Linked DNA regions of Mus musculus: region 2 is linked to region 1. Evidence: chromatin contacts called from public HiChIP or PLAC-seq data. All regions are on one chromosome and are shown on one strand. Each heading gives the region's core, a stretch centred on a gene start, on an enhancer-like site or on the middle of the called end of the contact. The rest is flanking DNA. Distances are from core to core; before and after follow the strand shown. Region 1 overlaps Mmaa (methylmalonic aciduria (cobalamin deficiency) type A). Region 2 holds the start of Smad1 (SMAD family member 1).

Region 1 (3,397 bases), core at 276-2,775:
CTCAAGCACCTGCCCCAGGGCTTCTTCACTTACAAGACAGCAACCCTCTTTTATCTGAGTCGCTGTTATCATGAGTCTCTAGGACAAGCAGCCATACACAACTCTGAGATAACACACTTGGCTTTTATATTGCCCTCTTCTCTGACTCCTCTCCATTCAATCTTAAATGGTGGCTGTTAGACCTGTCTTCAGATCCATCATGGAAATTCCAGCACTCAGTAGAACTCAGATGGAAATGAGGCTCTACAGAGTTACATGAGGTCATGAGGATGGGGTGCTAACGAAAGGGAAGGAAGGCACCAGGGTGTGTAATCCTGAGAGCGTCCATGTGAGGGCACAACAAGGAAGCCATCTGCAAAAAAAGGGAGGAGAGCACACAAAGCAACCCTGCTGGTGCTGGACCCTCAGCTTCCAGAGCTGTGAGAGGCACATGGGCGTGGTCTAAGCTGCTCAGCCCCTATTTATGACAATAATCCTAGTGAACCAATATGGCTACGTTCTATTTTTATCCCCCACTTTCCTTCACTTAATGTAAACAAAATTTATAACTTGGTGTGGAACTATGACCCATGTTGTTAGGTCTGTATTTATCACCCAGTCTCCTAAAACAATGTCACGTGGACACCTAAGAAGGATGTCACAGCAATGTGTTCTCCTCCCTGCCATCTTCCACAGTGCTCTCTGCCGCTCTGGAAAGCTCCCTTCCTCCTCTCTTCCATGAGTCCTCCAGCTCACTGTCCATGCTTCTGAATTACTTCCTCCTCTCTGGTCCTGTTTACTTGATGTAGCAGTCACCATTTCCCTTCTTTGATTGACAGCATAGTTTAACTGCCTTCCACTTCCACTCTAAATGTTCTAATCATTCTTCATTCTGCTGTGGGGTTCCCTCCAAACGTACATGTGGCTTCCCTTGTTCTAGCTTCCTACTCCTTTCAGAGAAAATGAAAACTCTTTGGCAGGGCACATAAGGAAAACCTTCCCCTGGCCCCTGTTGCAAGTGTCTCTGCCCGAAATGCCGTGAGTGGCCTGATCAGGCAAGCTGCACCTCTCTGAAGGAGTCATGTTTGCTCACTGTGTCTGTGCAAATATGCTTCACCCCCTACCATCAAATCCCACCCTCCCTCCTCCAGGAAGTCTTCACTGATTCCCCCAAACACTGGTTTGGGTTCTATCATATACATTCATCACAAAGTAAACCAAAAGGTTGTCTCTCCGCAAGAGTGTGAAGTGCTGGGGTTTTCGTTTGATGTCCTGCACATGACTGTGCTACGGAGGAATAGCCAGCACCAGGATCCCATGCGTGCTGTGCTGCTGTGATTGACTTCCCACGGTCATTCAAGTGCTTACTAGCCTCTGGCACACGGAACATGTCAGCTTAGATATCAGCTCTGCAGACTCGGGGCTCACTTTCACCTTTTTCATGGCAGGCTCTTGTGAGAAGGGAACATAGCCCATGTACTCACATTGTCTGTGGGGCAATACCTTGTATCTAATTATAGTTCATATCTGCTGAGTGAACTAAATGAAGTCAGTTGTTAGTCATCTTTAAATAGCACTCATTATGAAAGTACATGACTCTTATGAAGTAGAGTATTACACTCACCGACGGTTTCAATAAGAATGATGTCATAGCCCCCTCCTTCACACAACACAATGGCTTCATTTGTGGTCCTTGTCACTCCTCCTAGAGTCCCACTGGTAGGAGAGGGCCTGATGTAGGCATTCATATCTCTTGACAGCTCAATCATCCGGGTTTTATCACCTAAGAGGGACCCTAAAACACACAGTTACATTTTACAATCACGGAAGAGCTGTACGAGCTAATTACCAACCAGCAAACTGCAAGAGGACATGATTTACGGTATCTCTTCCCAAGCCTGAGGTGTATGCCACATTACTGAGTTCTCCTCTAGCTCACTCTCTATCCTCATACTGAAGTTAGTAGTGGATCATTTCAAGCTCCTGGAAACCAACAAGGTCTCCTTGAATTGACCGGAAGTTCAAATCTAAGCCCTGGATGCTCCAGGCAACATCCCTACCTTACCTTCCTTGACCAATGTCGGCATTCCAGGCCCAAGCCAACCCTCTGGCCCAGCATTGTGTCTCTTCACTGCTATCTCCACATTAGTGTGGCTGTGTCCTTGCTGGTGTTCTACTAGGACATCTGGTATGTCCTCTTGTCACTAATTTACAAGAGGTCAAATCAGGGTCCTTGCTACTTCATTTTGGGGTGTTATTTTTACCCTCCCAAACCCTTCCTTTCTTACATAAATGGAATAATAAGTCATGCTGAGGTTCAAACGACATTACACAGGAATGGAACATGTGCTTCAAAACCTGGTAACATAACAGACCATATCTATCTTACATACACTAAAGTCTTTTCCTTCAGAGTCTTTCTGGAACTTTCTCATGACATGTCCTTTGCTGTAAATCTGTACAGTACACAGCAACTGCTCTGCAATCTGTTGACACCCTAGAGGACATAAGAGAACTTTGGTGACCCTCTCCTTTCCCTTTTTACCAAGAACAGGCTCTCCTCCCCATTGTCGCATTTTATCAGCCTTATGCCAGTCTGTTACTTCTCCCCTCACCGCCATGGCGCGCACCGGGATGGGGACTTTCCTACAGCACATCTCAGGTTCACAGCATCTGTTTCGTTTCCTTCATGTGATGGTTTCCAACCAGGGTCCGTCCCTCACCCACCCCACAGGCATCTGCTGTATCTAGAGATGGCTTCACCTGTCACAAACGGGGCAGGATGCTACTGCACCACCATAGGACAGTCACCACATACCACAAATCGCTGCCACCAACGAAGACTTGCCATCAGTGTCACCAAGTGTCACCAGTACCAAAGTTGAGAAAAATTTGCTCTAGCTACAGCATTCCCTGCCTATGACCTTATCCTAAAGCTACTGTACACTGAATGCTAAACAAAGTGGTTACTGTAGTACTCAACTGACACCCAGGAAATGGACTAGTTATATTTTTTGAATTAATTGTAGTATTTGAGCAAACAGCAATACTTTAAATTCTGAAAGCATTAAACCCTTAAACTACTACCTTTTCCTACTTCCTCTTTTTGTAATTAAAAACATATTTGATTTTATCATTTTTAATTGTGTGTGTGTGTGTGTGTGTGTGTGTGTGTGTGTGTGTGTCTACAGGTAAGTATGTGTGCAGAAGTGCAGGTGCCCGTGGAGGTTGGAGGTACTGGCCTCTTAATTTCCTGGAACTAGTGTTATAGGTGGTTGTAAGTTACCCATTGTAGGTGCTAGGAACTGAACTGGGTCCTCTGCAAGAGCAGTGCTCTTAACCTTTTGCCATACAGTTACATACAAAGAATGGGGATAGTCTTACCTGACCATTTACACTCACCTAAGGGCATTTCCCC
Region 2 (3,397 bases), core at 577-3,076, 130 kb after region 1:
GTATTTTATTACTACTATGGTTGCAGGGGTCAAAACTAAATCAAGGACAAATCCCCATCCTCTGAAGAAACCTGATCGTTCTGGAGCCTCTGGCATCCCCACCCCCAGAAGAGACCCTGGTTTACAGTTCCCTAGGAAATGCAGACTTCCACAGATGGCACTCCACCTTCAGAGAAATATCATCTAACTGAAAACGAGGAAAGCAGAGATGGAGAGGGCGAACCCAAAAGCCAGTCCAGTCTATTTAGGCCTGGCACCTACATCACAGTAACGCTGGTGCAAAACATAGGCGCACCAATTGAAAACACCCAGGCAGTGGACACTGCCTCTGCCTTGACTCTTTGTGAATTGTTCCAGCACAGCTCATCAGCTTCCGGTACAACTTACAGTGGTAATTATAAACACGATGAAAAATGAACCTGGCCAGGGAACAGTTTTCTCATTGTGCTGAGGTGTGGGCACATTATCCACCACAGGCCCTTAGAGAGAGATTGATGCTGTGAAGGGCATGCTGTGAATCTGCTCCAAAAACAGGAAGGCATTACATAAACCAAGCAACTCCTTTCAGTCCGTGCTTTGAAAACTTCAGATGTCACCCAGGAACCCAAGAGAGGGGGAAGAGGCCAGGGGTTGACAACAAGCATTCTACAACGATGCTCTCTTAGATGGCTGTGGCATAGGCGGCGATTTTCAGATGGAAAGCTCTTGGCTGGATTACTTTGTACCGTGCATTTAGAAAAACTACATGTGCCTCCGAATAAACAAAAGCCGCGACTACCATACTGTCTGGATGTAGCCGGTGATGGTCCCTCCTGGCTCCTCCGAGCACCTCGGGGAGACGCTGGCCCCGCAGCCTTCGCACGCAGTCCGCAAAGCGGCTGCACAGGCCCGCGCTCTCACGCCCACCGCCCCCACCCCGCGACAGAAACACTAACAAAGACGGTCTGGACGAGAACAGTTGTTCTCGGCGCTCGGAACGCGCAGTGAGGCAATCGAATCCGGTAAAGGGAAAGGAATGAGGCGACACTGGGCGACGCAGGGGGTGTAGGCGGAAGGGGGCGGGGGGGGGGGGGGGGAGACGCGAGGCCGCCAGACCTTTGAATAAATCAGAGGGAACTACGCTACGAACTTTCCTTAACCCCGATCCCCAAATCAGGCTGTGTGGGGACCCACAGGGGTGCGCGCGTCCATCCAGGGAGACCCGAGCTGAGCGCAGCGCTGTCCCCGCGAGGGTCCGCAGGCCGGGGCGGGGACACAATGGGGCTGCGGCCCGATGCGGAACGGGGGTCCCCGGAGAACTGGACACGCCCGACAAAGACGCGGGGAGGCAGGGAGGTCTGGCGGCAGGTTCGCGGCCGCGAGGCGCCATCATGGGGGGGGGGGGGGACTGCGTCCCGGAGCTCGTCCCAGATTTCCTTCAGCGCGGGTCCCCCGAGTCCTCCCGGATCCTCCCCGGAGCCCGTCCCAGATCGACCCCAGAGCCCGCCCAGAATCCCCTCGGAGCCTGTCCCCGATCCTCCCCCGGAGCCCGCCCGGGATGCCCCCCGGAGCCCGCCCAGGATCCCCCCCTGGAGCTGGTCCCTGTCCCGGTGCGCCCCGCGCGGCACAGGACAAGTCTGTCTCGAGTCGGCTCGGGTACGCTCGGCTTTACCGGCTCGGCGGCGCGCCCATCCGCAGGGACGCACGAGACCCGGCGCCGGGTCCCGTGCTCCGATCCGCTCCCGGCCGCCGTCCCCGCGCTCTGCTTAGCTCCGGGCCGCCGTCCCCGCGCCTCGGCCCCGGCCTCGCCTTGGTGCGCCCGCTCGCTCCCCGAGCCTGGATTGATCTGGTCGCGCTGGCGTCAGGCAGTCGGAACCGCCCAGCCTCCACAGCCCGCCTGCCAATACCCGGCGCACAACCCGCCTGCCGCTTGCCCTCGCTCACACGCGCACCGCGCGCGCCCGCTGCCGCTTAGGGATCCTCTCCAAATTACCGGCCCGCGCCTTCCTCTGACTCTAGTCCCTGCCTAGCTGCCAGTCAAATTCCAAAGCCTGTGTTATTTTCTGAAAAGTTCTCGAACACGACCATCGAGCCCACTCAGTCGTCCTAAAAACGCATTTTTAAAGGCCCTGCAATCACTGACTCAGTGATTTACCGGCCCTTCATGTAGCATGAGCCTCAAATTGGCTGACCTGTTAACTACTAGGTAGATACATTTATTTCCAGTATGTACCCTTCCTGCGGCAAATGACAGAAACCATTTGTATGTTTGTTAAAAGGTCTCGTAGCCCAGGATGACCTCGAACACGCTTTGAAGGGGAAAAGGCCTTGAACTTCTCTTCCTCCAGCCTCCACATCCTCAGTGCTGGGATTACAGGGCTGCACATATTTTTATTTATAAGGTTCTGGGAATCATCGAACCCATGGCCTTATGCATGCTGGACAAGAACTTTACAACTGAACTTCCTTGCTTTCTTGTTTGCCTGGAAATGAGATCTCTCTCTACAGACCAGACTGGCTTTGGACTGGGAAATACCCTTTTAGTACTGTAAATTTGGGTGCAATCTTTTAGATAACAGTTTTGCCCCTATTCCCACCCACCCCCCCAAAAAAACCCACAAAACAAAAATACACACACACACACAAAGGAACTCACATCTTACTGATCTGTTCAGACACCAAAAACACCTTCTTGAAACAATCAACTTTTTTTCTTGGTCAGTTTCTGGAAGTTGGCATGGAATCTTGAACACTTATCATAATGTTGAGTTATGTTTAGAGAAGAACTATTCTAGGAGTAAATGCCCCACAAACCAAAAAAAGAAAAAAATCATTGCCCGCAATATAAAGAAATACCAAAGGCCACTACAAATTAATGACACTCTCCAATTATTCCTGTACCTTTACATGCTTAGCACTCCACTTAAAATTCTTATTAATTATTTAAGTATTATATCTGCATTACATATTTAATTATTCAAAGGAAATGCAACAAATCCCATAAACCCATAAAATGCCATTTATAAATTATACATAAGAATATTCCTGCTAATTAAATTTCTTTCTTCATTAAACTATTTGAGCACTTACTGGTCAATTCTTGGATCTCATCTTATTTTCCTTAAAAGCAGCATTTGACATAGTTGGTTGCTCTCTGGTCCCTTGGGCAACAGTTGGAGTGAGCCTGGCTTAAAGCCACTCAGGGCCATTTCCCTCCCCTGTACAGACCCTCTGTAGATGAAAAGAGTGAGGTATATCCATACATGGGAACATTACTCAGCCATAGAAAAGGAAAGAAGCACTTCCCCTGCCTCCCAGGGTGGAATGAGAGCCTCTGTCCCATCCTCAGCACAGAATAAACCGGGTGGGATGGTGCTGGCCTCTAATGCCCACCCTCTGGGCTGGAGCAAGGTCAGAA

Evidence for each region. HiChIP or PLAC-seq counts read pairs in DNA pulled down with a chosen protein or histone mark.
Region 2: an H3K4me3 HiChIP or PLAC-seq map of bone marrow-derived macrophages shows a contact between it and region 1, with 2.4 times the contacts expected there. The contact joins the promoter of Smad1 here to the enhancer-like site in region 1. A contact is called at or near these places in 5 of 484 Hi-C or Micro-C datasets (CD4 T cells, Th1 cells, forebrain and 2 more), 3 of 115 datasets of contacts at active chromatin or transcription factors (bone marrow-derived macrophages and embryonic stem cells) and 1 of 9 other capture datasets (adipose tissue).

What each region holds. Positions count from the first base shown.
Region 1 is chr8:79,272,501-79,275,897 of GRCm38.p6, forward strand. It overlaps Mmaa (methylmalonic aciduria (cobalamin deficiency) type A), which reads right to left. Exons shown (of 7, transcript NM_133823.5): 4 at 1,604-1,774. Among named protein-coding and RNA genes, the nearest start is that of Mmaa, 21 kb to the right of the region's middle. Within about 2 kb of position 1,526, at least 7 of the 459 cell types and tissues checked have an H3K27ac peak or open chromatin away from gene starts, as enhancers often do. A contact at or near this core is called in bone marrow-derived macrophages, where this site is marked.
Region 2 is chr8:79,397,602-79,400,998 of GRCm38.p6, forward strand. Smad1 (SMAD family member 1) reads right to left here and starts at 1,827. Exons shown (of 7, transcript NM_008539.4): 1 at 1,652-1,827. It overlaps Gm51578 (a long non-coding RNA gene), which reads right to left. Exons shown (of 3, transcript XR_003947567.1): 3 at 3,109-3,397.